Regions from separate parts of the Mus musculus genome. Here region 2 is linked to region 1. The links are chromatin contacts, called in public HiChIP or PLAC-seq maps. All regions are on one chromosome and are shown on one strand. The core of a region is the stretch at or near the end of the contact, and the rest is flanking DNA. Distances in the headings are between cores, read along the strand shown.

The links. HiChIP or PLAC-seq counts read pairs in DNA pulled down with a chosen protein or histone mark.
Region 2: a contact with region 1 is called in a CTCF HiChIP or PLAC-seq map of CD8 T cells, with 5 read pairs. The contact joins the enhancer-like site here to the promoter of Nans in region 1. A contact is called at or near these places in 6 of 39 promoter capture datasets (the 3T3-L1 cell line, the HPC-7 cell line, cranial neural crest and 3 more), 1 of 15 datasets of contacts at CTCF or cohesin (CD8 T cells), 4 of 115 datasets of contacts at active chromatin or transcription factors (bone marrow-derived macrophages, embryonic stem cells and pancreatic cancer cells) and 3 of 9 other capture datasets (adipose tissue, liver and pancreatic islet).

Annotation. Positions count from the first base shown.
Region 1 is chr4:46,486,497-46,493,486 of GRCm38.p6, reverse strand. It overlaps Nans (N-acetylneuraminic acid synthase (sialic acid synthase)), which reads right to left and starts at 4,158. Exons shown (of 6, transcript NM_053179.3): 1 at 3,997-4,158; 2 at 566-781. The coding sequence starts at 4,128.
Region 2 is chr4:46,581,252-46,588,241 of GRCm38.p6, reverse strand. All of the region lies in intron 1 of Coro2a (coronin, actin binding protein 2A), which reads left to right. Among named protein-coding and RNA genes, the nearest start is that of Coro2a, 17 kb to the left of the region's middle. Within about 2 kb of position 3,126, at least 46 of the 459 cell types and tissues checked have an H3K27ac peak or open chromatin away from gene starts, as enhancers often do. A contact at or near this core is called in CD8 T cells, the HPC-7 cell line and bone marrow-derived macrophages, where this site is marked.

The DNA of each region.
Region 1 (6,990 bases), core at 2,909-5,408:
GTGTTTGACATTCAGAAAAGAGAGGGCACAGACTCATCAAAGCACAGAAGTCACGCCAGGCAGTGGTGGTGCCCCCCTTTAATCACAGAACTCTGGGACACAGAAGCAGGGAGATCTCTTGAGATCAAGGCCAGCCTGGTCTACAGAGTGCGTTCTCTCGGACACGGAGGGCTGCATAGAATGGGGGGAAGAAGAAATTATATTGCAAAATGGACCTGAGGCCCAATACCAGCTGGATCCTTCTTGGATGTCAGCACAGCAAGCGTTTGGGCCACTTACCTGTGGGTGATACCAGCAGCACCAGAGTGAGCCAGTCAGAGCTAGCTGGCAAGGGGTATGCTCCCAACCCATACCAGGTTCCCACAATGGGAAGGACCTTGGGGTTTAGCGTGGCTGCTCTGATCCAGAGGTTAGTTTTAAACTATGGTACCCTCTCTCAGAACCCCTGCTCTGGGCTTCTGGTCTTGGACCCAATACAGGTGAACAAGAGCCGGAATGGGCAATACACAAAGAGCCGCCTGCATCCCATGGCTCCACTCACAGCCGCTGGGCAGCCAAAGCTCACCTCGTCCATGCCAGAGGCAGTGAAGAAGATGCCGATCTCCTGCGCATAGCTCTGCAGCTCCTTGTACTGGTCGTGGCTGAATTCCAGATGCCGCTTGTGCTCCCCATACGTCTTCCCCCATGAATGCTTCGAAGTATATGGTCTCTCCAGGGCCTTCCGGTTAAACTTGAACTCCAACTCGCTCTTCTGAAACTTAGCGCAGTCGGCCCCACACTCCTGTAAAAAAAGAAATTAAAAGTTAAAAAATAAGTACACAGTTCTCACTAACTAGCCTTGGCTGGCCTGGAACTTGCTATGTAGACCAGTGATCTTCCTGCCTCTGCTTCCTTAGTGCTAGGATTAAAGACATGAACCAAATATTTCTTATGTAAGAAAAAAAAAAAAAAGAGAAAGACAAGACTCAGAAGGCAGAGGCAGGTGGATCTCTGTATACTATCTCAGCCTACTTATATACAGGACAGCCAGGCGGTACATACAGACTGTCTCACGAGAACCAAAAGAGAAAAATTGAAAAGAAAAGCACTCCCTCCACCATGTGGGTCCCAGGGATTGCAGGTGTGTGCACATGTACACCGTGTCATGTGGCTGAAGACCACTTGTGATGCCATCGCTAAGAGATCCGGGCCCCTACACTCAGGCGCATACTCCACACACAGACATACTGCTCAAGTACATGGGCTACTCCTAACACCTACACTTACCCGACCTTTCGCTTAATCAATAAACTCAGATTCTGATTCTGAGCACCAGAGTGAGGTCAGGCCCTGCAGCTGAACCGAGACCCTGAGGTGCTGAGGCGTCACCTTGGGCTGCACAATGCCACCTAAGCCAGCAATTCCTACTACTGAACTAATGTATCATATATTATAAAGGTGTTATCTTTTTTTCTAGGGGAGGCAGATTTCAAGACAGGGTTTCTCTCTGTAGCCCCGGCTGACCTAGCACTTGCTCTGTAGAGCAGGCAGGGCCTTGAAGTCAGAGATCCACCTGCTTCTGCCTCCCAAGTGCTGGGGGTTAAGGGCGTGCACCACCACTACCTGGCATAAAGGTATATTTTATATACCATTCTGGTGGTGCACACATTTGTCCCTGCACTTGGGAGACAGAGGCAGACAGATCTCTGTGATGCCAGTCTGGTCTACATAGAGAGGTCCAGGCCAGCCATGGCTACATAGTAAGACCCTGTCTCAAAAATACAAAAACAAAGAATAGAAAGATGGCTCGACTACTCTTACAGAGGACCCAAGTCTGGCTCCCAGCATCCACACCCAGCAGCTCACAACTGCCTAAACTTCCAGCTCCACGGAGACCTGATCGATACCTTTGCCTTCCCTAAGCACCTGCTGGCACACAAACATACATATAATTTAAATAAATAAATCATAGGGGAGAAAACACTTTAAACCAGGTAGTGTTGTGTGCCTTTAATCCCAGGCACTTAGGAGGCAGAAGCAGGCGTATTTCTGTGAATTGAATACCAGCTTGGTCTACATAGTAAGTTCCAAGTCATCGAGGGCTCAGGATCAGTCAACTCACAATGTCCTAACACTAGGCCGGGCTCTTGCTTACAGCCCCAGCCCCGCCACTGTGCCCCCTGACCCCAATACCCTCCAGAACTAAAGAGAACCCATGAGAAAAAAACTATAACTCTGTTTGCACGGTTTTATATTTCTAGGTTTTACAACCTCACCATACAAGGAGGTCACACCTTGGAAAAACAGGCTGTCCCTTTCAATCAAAAGCAGGAATTTCCCTCTTTATAGTCCAAAGGCAGGAAACCTGTGTTTAAAGGGAAGATTAAAAATTATACATTTTTGAAACGAGGTCTCATTAGGTAGCCCCTGATGAGCCTGGAACTTGCTAAGTAGTCCAAGCTGGCCTCGAACTCAGAGAGATCTGACTGCCTCTACTTCCAAGTGCTAGGATCAAAGATATCAATGAAGTTGACAACAAGCATCATAGGAATTAAAAGAGAGAGTACACAAAAGCACTTAGTTCCGCATCTCAAGAGTGACAATCTAAAACTGTGTTAGCAGTTATTACTTTAAAGTCCTTTTGTGCTTCAACAGTACTGTGATCACAAGACCAATTAATTAGTTCTAAGGAAAGGTAAGATAAAACTGAATTTGAGAGAGTCCATGTAGAGAGTGGAGTGCTATCTTGACACTCGATGGGGTTAGAAATAGCTGTGAGCAGCCATGTGGGTGCTGGGAACTGAACTCAGGTCCTTTGGAAAAGAAGCCAATGCTCTTAACCACTGAGCCATCTTTCCAGCCCCAGGAACTGCTGAATGTAATGACCCATGCCTACACTCTCGACACTTGGGAGACTATGACAGGAAAACGGGTCCAAGCTTGAGAGCCTAGCCTAGTCTACAGAGTAAATTCCAAGCCAATCTACATTACAGAGTGAGACTCTTGTCTCCAAAAACAATAATAACAATCAATTAAAAAGATAACAAACCAAAAAAAGAAAAAAGAAAAAAGAAATCACAGGGTAGACTTTATGAAAGCTGAGGGTTAGGGTCACAATGACGAACAGGACGGTTTCTCTTCAAAGATTCATTCAAAACAAAGAAAGGATTAAAAGAAAGTATGACAAGTCCTGAGTGAAGGCTAGCACCTGTAATCCCAGTACTTGGAAGCCTGAAGCAAAATATCTGAGGGATAGCCTGGGATACATGATGACTCCCAGTCTAGCCCAGGTTAGAGTAAGTCCCTGTTTTAAAAGGACTAGAAGCAAAACACCGTGAGACCTAGGGCTGCGGGCTGTAGCTGGAGAAGCCATCCCTGTCGTTCGGACTGAACGTGTGGAAACTTACTAAGAGAAGTGGGTGGGCGTGTAGTCACAAGCATCTCAGCAGCTGTAGTTAGTGGTCACCCAAGGAGCCCTGGACTAATTATTGTGCTTTTCACTCCTTCCCTTCACGGATGCTCATCCCAGCTCCATGAAGCCGGGTTTTCAAATCAGGCAGCTTAGTCCCTAACCCGATCTGCACTTTTTACCGGTTAGTAATCCAAACACTGGGACTGAGAAAAACCACACCAACTTCCAAGGACTGTAGACAAATATCACACGGGAGGATCTCTGGGGTGGCATATGACAAGCAGGAAGGGGCTGGGTCCCTAAGATTCTGGTTAGGTAGGAAGCCACGGAGCAGGCCAGGCAAGGGTAGGAGCTGATCTAAACAGAAAGAAGATCGGTTGGGAGGGCGAGCAAGAGCAGCTGTTAGACGGAGTTGGGGAGCCGAGGCAAGAGAGACGCGGAGCACAGGACCAGAAGGCAATCGCGGCCGCGCTCTCCCAAGCCCCTCCGTGAATTCTCCCGGGCCCCTCCGTTAGCCTGCCCCCCGCCCGGGTTCCCTGCAAACTCCTCCGTCAACCTTCCTGGGCTCCTCCGCTACTTACTCCTCCACGGGCCCCGCCCCTCACCTTGGCAGTGCGGATCATGCGCTTGGCCACATCTATGTCTCCTTGGTGGTTCTGGCCGATCTCCGCGATGATGAAGCACGGGTGCTTTCCACCCACCCAGCGCCCGGGACACAGCTCCAGTTCCAGCGGCATGGTGCATTACCCGCGCCTGCTTGCTGCCCCGGGCGTTTCCGCACCCGCCGCGCAGGCCCGCAGGTCTCAGCCCCGCCACGTCAGCCGGCGGCTGTCGCGCAGCCAATCCGCGGGCCCCGTCTCGCTCGACAGCCAATCGGAGCCTTACCTCTGCAGAGAGCGGGGAGAAAAGCAAGCCCCGCCCCTCCAGCGCTGCCTACGCCTCTAGACACAATTTGGTCTACTTTATGGCTAGATAGAAGAACAAGGAGAGAGTGCAGCCCATGAAGCAGTCAGGAAAGTAGGTGTTCTAGAGTTCGAATCCCATGGTTGCGGATTCTGAGACAGAACAGAAAGACGAGGAAATCTTGCGAGCATAAGACAGAGAGGAGCGCTCACCCAAGAATCTGCGTGATGTCTTTTGTCAACAGACTAACAGGAATTTCCACGCAGCCGCTAACAACTAACTGTAGTCTGCAGTTTTCTAGAAATCTCATGAAAAATCACGTTAGAGGGAAAGGGCAGACACCAAATGCCTCAGGAAACCCTAGTGGCTCCTGGTTTTGCCATATCAGGTTATACCCCATCCAAGGCATCTCTGGAGCCACCTCACTTTCCAAGAGAGTGAAGGAAATGGGTGGTGGTGGGGAATCTTAGTAACCTTGTGAGATGCAACTTGAGAAGCACTAAAATGGTATTTGTGGCTAACATTAAGACAGTTATGACTCTCTGGTCTTCTCAAGCATTGTTTACATTCTTCCCTGAAACAGAAGTATCATATAGAATTGTAAGACAGTATATAGAAATCTTTGAAGCCGGGCATAGTGGCACACGCCTTTAATCCCAGCACTCGAGAGGCAGAGGCAGGCAGATTTCTGAGTTCGAGGCCAGCCTGGTCTACAAAGTGAGTTCCAGGACAGCCAGGGCTATACAGAGAAACCCTGTCTCGAAAAAAACAAAAGCAAAAACAACAAAAAAAGAAATCTTTGATTGCAAAAATTGGTATGGTATTTAATTTGTTTAATTTGTTTTTATGTATATGGTTTGTTTTGTGCACCACATGTGTGCCTGGTACCTGAAGAACTGAGAAGAGGGAATCATAGTCCCTGGAATTGGAGTACAGACGATTGTGAGCCACCAAGTGGATGCTGAGAACTGAGCCCAGGTCCTCTGGAAGAGCAGCCAATGAGCCTTATCGCTGAACCATGCATGCCTCCAGTCCACAGTGCAGTACATTTTAGACAGCCATAGCTGTTTCTACTATATGAGAGGCATTAGCCTCAGGGAGTTTCACTAATTTGGCCAAAGTCATCCTGAACTCTAGAGCGGGGCTCAGACTGCGGCCCTGGAGTGTCTCCCAGCCCGGGTCTCCTACAGCACACTCCTTGGATTTCAGAGTTAGATCGATTTCCTGTTTGACTACACAGAACTGAAGAACGGAAGACAGCCAGGACAGAGGTTGTTTTGTTTTGTTTTGTTTTGTTTTGTTTTGTTTTTGTGTGGTGTTTTCAAGACAGGGTTTCTCTGTGTAGCCCTGGCTGTCCTGGAACTCACTTTGTAGACCAGGCTGGCCTCGAACTCAGAAATCCACCTGCCTCTACCTCCCAAGTGCTGGGATTAAAGGCGGGTGCCACCACCGCCCGGCCAGAATAGAGGGTTTGAACACATTGGAATAAACATGTAGTTCAAAGTACCCACAAGACAGGAAGAAACACATCTGAACCTGACTGAGAGGGAGGGAGCTCTGGAAGCCATCCCCAGGAAGAAAGGCTGAGGAGATGGAGAAAGCAGGACAGATAGGGGGTGGGGCGGTCATAGCAGAGGAAGCAGAGAGCAGACAACACCCACAGAGAACTGGCGAGTGTCCCAGAGAGGGCAAGTCAACATGGAAGGCCCATTGCTGCAGAGTGAGCAAGAAGGAACTAAAAGCCGGACTCATGGCTGGACAGGACATTGGTGTGCTGTAGCAGCTGGCAGAGACCTACTGCCTCAACTTTAGTTGGCAGAGCAACACTGATCACTGAGAATAGGAAATATGGCACTAAAGAAACTCAGTCCCTTTTGGCTAAAGAAAACAATGTCGGCCAAGCATGGTGGCTCCAGCCTATAACCACAGCACTTGTCGACATTGCAGCCACACGGTGAGTTCCACGTCAGCCAGGGGAGCAGTTATTCTAGCGTTTCTTTATTGTTGTGGGTTTGTTCTTTTTTTTTTTTTAAGATTTTTTTATTTATTATATGTAAGTACACTGTAGCTGTCTTCAGACACACCAGAAGAGGGCGCCAGATCTCATTACAGATGGTTGTGAGCCACCATGTGGTTGCTGGGATTTGAACTCAGGACCTTCGGAAGAGCAGTCAGTGCTCTTACCCACTGAGCCATCTCGCCAGCCCGTGGGTTTGTTCTTGTACTGAGAAAGGGCCTCATGTAGCCCAGACTGCCATACAGCTGAACGTGGCCATGAGCTCCTGGATCCGCCTTAAGTGCTGGGCTCACTACCATGTGCCACTGTGTCTAACTGAAGAAAGAATGAGATTTAAGAAAAAAGAAGAAAAAGAGAAATAAAAATCATTGTAATGTTACATAATCTGTGACCAAATAAAAAAAAATTAAGCTGGAGGTGGTAGCATAGGCCTCTAATCCTAGAATTTAGGAGGCAGAAGCAGACAGATCCCTGTGAGTTCTAAGCCAGTCCGGTCTACATAGTTGCAGGCCAGAGCTACATAAAGAGAGACCTTGCCTCAATAAAAGGAAGAAGCTGATTGGTGGATGTGCACATCTTTAATCCCAGCACTTGGGAGGCAGAGGCAGGTGAATCTCTCAGTTTAAGGCCAGCCTGGTCTACAGAGTGAGTTCCAGGGCAACCTGGACCTGACAGAGAA
Region 2 (6,990 bases), core at 1,877-4,376, 96 kb before region 1:
AGTGTCTGGGTTTGCTGTCTGCATGTGGGATGGATCCCCAGTTGGGGCAGTTGCTGGACAGCCTTCCCTTCAGTCTCTGCTACACTCTCAGGACAAGGTGTTAACTGTTTAATTGTATTTCATGTATGTGTTTGGTATGTGTAGACACACATGTGGCGCAGCATGTTTGGAGATCACAGGACACCTTGTGGGAGTCAGTTTTTCTAGCATGGAGGTCCCAGGGATTGAACTCAGGGACTCAGATTGCCAGGCTTGGTGGCAATCACCTTTACACGCTTAGCCATCTTGCTGGCTCCCTAAGGGAGTGTGGTTTCAAAAGAGCTGGGTGTGATGATGCATATATGTAATCACAACAGTCAGGAGCCTGAGGCAGGAGGATCACCACAAATTTGTGACTAGTCTGGGCTATACAGTAAGACACTGTCCCTCTCCCCGTCCCTCCTTCTCTCTCTCTCTCTCCCTCCCTCCCTTCTGCACAAACAAAACTAAAAATAGGTTAATTGTCACAATCCCCCACCTATGAGGGCTTGTATCTTGGGGACAGCATTTGAAGGGCAGGTTGACAGCCTCTCTGAATAGCTGTGAATGTCCCTCGTGTTTATATCACATCTTTTCATCTCCTGCTGATGGGCTCTGGAATTTAATATAAAATAAAATGCTGGTTGCCAGGTAGTGGAGGTGGTGACACAGGCCTTCAGTCCCAGCTCTTGGGAGGCAGAGGCAGGCAGGTCTTTGGGTTCTAGGCCAGCCTGGTCTACACAGAGAAAACCTATCTCAAAAAACCCCAAAAAATGAATAAAATAAAATACTTGAGTGCAGTCTCAGGGGTTCTGCCCTTTGGGTTGATGAAAATGTGTGGAAGCTGGAGTTGGAGAGATGGCTCAGCAGTTAAGAAAGAGCACTGGCTGCTGATGCTGAGGACCAGGGTTCGAGTCCAGTATTCACACGGGGGAGTTACAGACTCAAAGCTGTCTGTAATTCCAGTTCCAAGGGATCTGACCCCCTCTTCTGACCTCCAAGAGTACCAGGCATGCACACAGGCAAAACACCTATATACATAAAAATAATTTTTTTTTAAAATTTGGAAGTGGAATGCTATTCAGGTATAATACCAGCACACAGAAGGAGCAGAGCTTCAAAGTCACCCTTCACAGTGAGTTTGAGGCCAGCCTAGGATATATGAGAATGTGTTTCAAACAAACAAACAAACAAAGAAGCTCATAGCCTGTGCTAAACCTGTGGTCTCCTCTTGGCTTCGCCCCCATAGTTGAGATGGATCTCTGTTACACACTTGCACACGTGTACAAGTGTGTGCATGCACACGCAGACACACATGTACTGCCAACTGTGAATATAAAGTCCTACCTGACACTAACCTGTCAGCCTTGGGAAGATGCTGGATAAAGCGATGTGTTCAGGTTCACCCCATGGCACTTAGGACTGCTGGCCTTGCCAACAGGAAAAATCCCTGGATTTATCTTCTCTCCTGGCCCCCAGAAACCCCATGTTTTCAACCCAAGCCTCTCTCAGTCAAAGCACCTCACCTTTCAAAAGCCCGAGGGCAAAGCTGGGTGAGGTGGCACGCACCAGTTAACCCCAAAATGTGGAAGGCTGCGGGCTGTGTTCAAGACCAGCCTGAGCCACATAATGAGGCCCTTCTTTTAAAGGGAAAAGAAGCTCTGACCCCCCAAGAGGATTCTGATAATGTGGGTGACCCCTGACCTTTCCACATAAGGCCTTTTCTCCTTTGCCAGCCATCCTTGGAATTTGTCCCTCCACAAACAAGTTCCCACTATTACTTAGCGTGGTAGAGATAAGAGGGGAAATATTTGGTGCTGTAACCAGGCACACGATGAAAGGAAACTTTGTTCGCTGTCTTAGAAGACTTCCAGACCTGATTCCTGTTCCCAGTTCTGCCCTGGCAGTCACGAGCATGCTGCCTCAGTTTCCCCTCCTGGATCTTGCTGTGTGATCATTCTAAATTATGGAGGACCTGCTGTACTGAGGGTCCTCAGCTCCCACCTAGGATGTGTGGATCCAGACTGGGTGAGGTGACAGTTTGACACACCCAAGGAAGACAACCAGAAACCGGAGAGGAAACAGGAAACGGTCCCACAAGGAAGTTTCCAGCCTACACCCGAGCTGTCCCAGTAGCCCGTGGTCAGGGACCTCCGACGTCTGTGAGGCTGTTACTGTGGAAGCCACAGATGGCTGCTGGGGCTCCAGGGACTGATGGCAGCAGAAGCCAGAAAATTGCCCTCCCAGAGGACTGAGTTCTCCAACACTGGCAGGATGCAAGCCAAACCCTCAGAGTTGAGCAGGAAAGGTGTGGAGAGGGAGGCAGGGAGCCAAGCTAGCTCTGACTGAGCCTGGTCACCACTGGGACTCTATGTGCCTTACTCTCGCCTCCTTGTGCAGTGCCCGTCTGAGAGAAAGAGCTAGTGGGTCTGGCATAGAATTAGACTCAGCAAGAGTTAGAAAATGGTGGGCTTCAGCGTACAACAGACTTTTCTCTGATCTCTCCTAGTTACAGGGACATGTGGCACCACTCCCCGCCACCCAGCACATACATGCACACGTGCACGCACACACACACACAAATGCCACCCCGAGAAGTGAAGCAGAGTGAACACTTCTGCCCTACTCCAGCCCTTCCCAGAGCCCAGGACACTCTGATTGCAAACCCCTTACATCCAAGCCTGACTTGCAGCAAGGACTCCGTGAAAGTTGCCATTCCTTACATTTTTAATTTCTGGCCTTGGATTCACTGTATAGCTGAGGAGGGCCTTGAGCTTCTGACCTTTCTGTCTCTACTTCTCAAGTGGCTGAGATAACAGATGTGTACCAGCACACCTGGATTCCTGCAGTGCGGGTAGGATCGCCGAGTTTCCTAAGTAAATCAAGCCCTTTCCCCCCAGTCTTCCTCCACGAGGCTCGGCTCACTGCATGCTCGGGCTGCATGATGTTTGTTCCCTTTGTTGGATGGAGTACAGGAACCTGGGCTTGCCCTTCTCCAAAAGTGGACAGTGGTTAGCAAGAGCCATTACTGCCTGGAACTGGGGTGGGGGAGGTCTCTCTGTCATGTCCTGCAGCAGAGGAGACACCTAGGCCACCAGGATGCCTGTGCCAGGTTCCCCATTCAAGAAAGCCCTGCGTAGCTGAGAAGACAAAGACAAGAGCAAGCCTCAGTGGGGAGCTGCCGCAGTCGGCCGACCTGAGGGTCACCGGGGTCTGCGGGGGGACCCTCTGGAAAGTGAAGGATAAGTGACGAGCGGAGACGGGATGGCGAACAGACACAAACACACGAGAGGTGAATGTTAGGACTGTTGCAAGTTTACTCAAAAAATCAGCACTCTTTTATATCATGGTTTACATAAGCATTTACATAAGACTTGGATAAGTTCTAAAAGAACATAGGAGAATAGAACACTCAGAGCTTAGATCAAAACATTTGATACCAAACCAAGTCAGGAAACCACTTGTCTCACATCTTTGTTTTAAGAACAGTTTGTGACCAAGAACTTATTTGAACCCTGGGAACCGCAAGGTTGGGCTCATAAAGGTTATTTATTATACCTTATGTCAAAGGTATCCGCAGAAATGTGTTCTAATTGTCTAGCCACTGCCCCCTCCTTGGTATAATGAAAAATCTTTTTCCAAACGTTTATTCTTGTTCTTAGATAAATATAATCATGTACCTGTTGTTTCATGTCGTCTTTTTCTTTTTGAGTTAACACACACCAAGGAGGTCTAGCTCTGGCGAGCCTTTCACGAAAGGGGAGGGATCTGTATAACACTTTATAGCCATTGACTGTGACCCACCTATCAAAATTTAAATCATATCTTCCTGTATATGGTAGCGGGGCATCTGTTGGTCTGTAGATGTAAGGTCCCCTATAAGTCCCTGGTTGCCACCATCTGTCTCCTATTTTGACAAGTGCACTCCTCTTTCCCCTTTTTACTTCTAGGCCTGAGGCCCTTAGTCCTTGCACCTGTTCTTCAACTGAGGTTGAGCGTCTCTTTCTATTTTCTATTCCCATTTCTAACCTTTGAATTTGAGTAAAAATAGTACTAAAAGGTAACGATTCATTTCTTAACATAGTGATTAATAATCGACCTATTGGGTTGGTCTTATTGGTAAAAATATAATTTTTAGCAAGCATTCTTATTTCTATTTCTGAAGGACAAAGTCGGTGTGGCTTGTAAGAGGAAGTTGGCTGTGGTCCTTGCCCCAGGAGGAAGGTCGAGTTCTCCGAATCGTTTAGATTGTAATCTTGCACAGAAGAGTTATTAAAAGAATCAAGGGTGAGAGCCCTGCGAGCACGAACCGCAACTTCCCCCAATAGCCCCAGGCAAAGCAGAGCTATGCCAAGTTTGCAGCAGAGAATGAGTATGTCTTTGTCTGATGGGCTCATCCGCGTGCACGCAGACGGGTCGTCCTTGGTGGGAAACAACCCCTTGGCTGCTTCTCTCCTAAGTGTAGGACACTCTCGGGAGTTCAACCATTTCTGCTGCAGGCGCGGCATTTCCCCCTTTTTTCTTTTTTAAAAGAAGCACGTTAAGATCTGACTGCACTTGGTCAAGGCTCTTTGCAAAGCACTGGAAAACAATGGGGAAAATCATAAGTACTATGACCAAAAGCAGGGCTCCAACTCCTATAAAAATGAAATATTGTGTCCAATCCAATGGATTTAAAGCCTTCACTCCGTTGGCAAAAGACTGAGCCAAGCCACTAAGGTCCACTGCGTCAATATGTTGTTTGCTCATATCACTAATTAGGTTGGTTAATTTTTGTATGTTATATGAAATCTCATTGTTATTTTAAATGCCCAGTAAATGAGCCTTGGTTCTTTCCCAGCTCTCAGAAGCATTATATGGTAGTGGTGTAACGCAGATAAAATCATAATTTGCATGACACTTAGTGGACATTCTGGTCTTTAAATTTGCCACATCTTGACCCAACTCTAAAACTACTTCTTTTAAAGCATTAAGTCTAGCTTCTAATTTTAAATCTATTATTCTTTGTTCAGATAAGGCTAATGTAACATTCCTATGAAAATTATTAACAAACGTAGCAGTTTGCATCTCTTTAACTAAGGCAGTAGTAGCTACAGCAAAGGAAGTAATAATAGCAATCAAAGCAGATATGCCCAGAATAATGGCCGCGACAAATCGCTTAGCTCGAATTAAATCTGTGGCATACCTAAAAGTTTGAATGGCAGAATCATCAAACCATGGTTCATCACCAATATCTACAGGTAGCAGCACATATGGCGGCCTCTTGACTATGATCGCTGCATAGTCGTAGGCAGAAGAATCTAAACAATTAGTCAATCTACAAGAAGAACAGGAAATATGAAAAGTAGATCCTCTTTTTTCTATATCTATTAGCTGAGGTAATCCTAATAATATGGCATAAGGGTAAGTAACACAGGCAGATGTAGGAATCATCTCATGTTCTTGAAATCTTGGCCTTTTGAGAATAAGATGTCTTGAGGCTGCAACTAAGCGAAACAATTTTGTATGGGGAACTAGAGCAGTAAAATCTCTATCATTGGGATCTTTAGGAGAATTTTTTCAGAACCAAGTAGGTTCTACCCATCTTGCTTCATACCATCGATGAACCTCTTTATTGACAGGGGGAGTATAATTTCCAAATAGATCCTTTTTGTTTTTAATCTGATCTGACTGATCTACACTAGGCGAGGGAAGGGAGAAATCCCAAAGTAACCCAAGGGCCCCTTTTGGAGAAAAACTCACCCCCTGGTCAGGGAAGGCGCAAGGCAACCACCGTGGAGGAGCAGACTCGTCTCTCTCCCAGAAGGCGTCCTTCTTAAAGGCGATCTGGCAGTGAGGATATTTGGGGGGCAACTTCTTTTTTATAGGGACCAGTTTTGTATTGGCCCCCGAGTTCCCCAAGGTAGTCAACCAAAGTTCCCACATACGCCTTTTATCACCCTTTTCCCCAGGTTTATTATTATCAACCGTGGGTGTATCAGAAAGAAATACCTGCTTATCTACTTGAAAGCAGCCCATGGGGGTAGAAAAGGAGAAGGAAAAGCAAATGGGGAGCGTATCAGACTTCTCCTCAAAATGTACATTACCAGACATGTTTCTAAACCCGTGAAAGTCAGGCGAACCACCCAAATACATGGTTTGATTTGTCAGAACTCTAATGGGGTCTGTACTTTCCCATCCCACGGGATGGAGAATAGGTGGTTTAGGTAGGTAAGCCCAATAACTTTCCCCGGTCACAGGCAGGGGGCCGAGGACAGACAACAAAGCAAGAAATAAGGTCAAAGAGGTTTGGGGAGTTTGTGAGGTTTTAAGAACCTCCTCCGCTTCGGAGATCAACGCCTGCAGCTGTTGCTAAGCCGTCTTCTCTTTGATGGGGTCTAGGGTCATTCTCCGGACTTTTTTGGTGATCTTTCTCATCTCGCGGCGGCGTTTTTTCCGCAGCGCTAGGCGTGGGCGTCGATCCCTTCCGCTCAGTGAAAGGTCGGATGAACCGGTCAGGGACCCAAATTGGTGATTTGGCATCTTGTGGAAAAACACAAGCATAGCCTCGTCCGGCTGTTATTAGGACATCGGGTCCTTTCCAGGACCCTGTGAGAAGATCTTTTCACATAACCATAGGTTTTGGATCGGCTGAAATTGGACCCCAATGTCTTTCGGCCGCCGTATGGCCTTGATTGTCCATATTTACATGATTCAGCACAAAAAGAGCATGTGCCAATAGATGGTGGGGTGTATAGTATTTTCCAGCCTTTTGAAGTTTATTAAGCTGTGCCTTTATATTTTGGTGTGTTTGTTCAACAATGGCCTGTCCCTGGGGATTGTAAGGAATCCCCGTGACGTGAGATATTTTCCATCTGGCCAAAAATTCCTGTATTGAACGGGACACATATGCAGGGGCATTATCTGTTTTTATTTTTTGAGGAATGCCCATGTATGTAAAGCTTTGAGCCAAGTGTTGTAACACATCTTTGG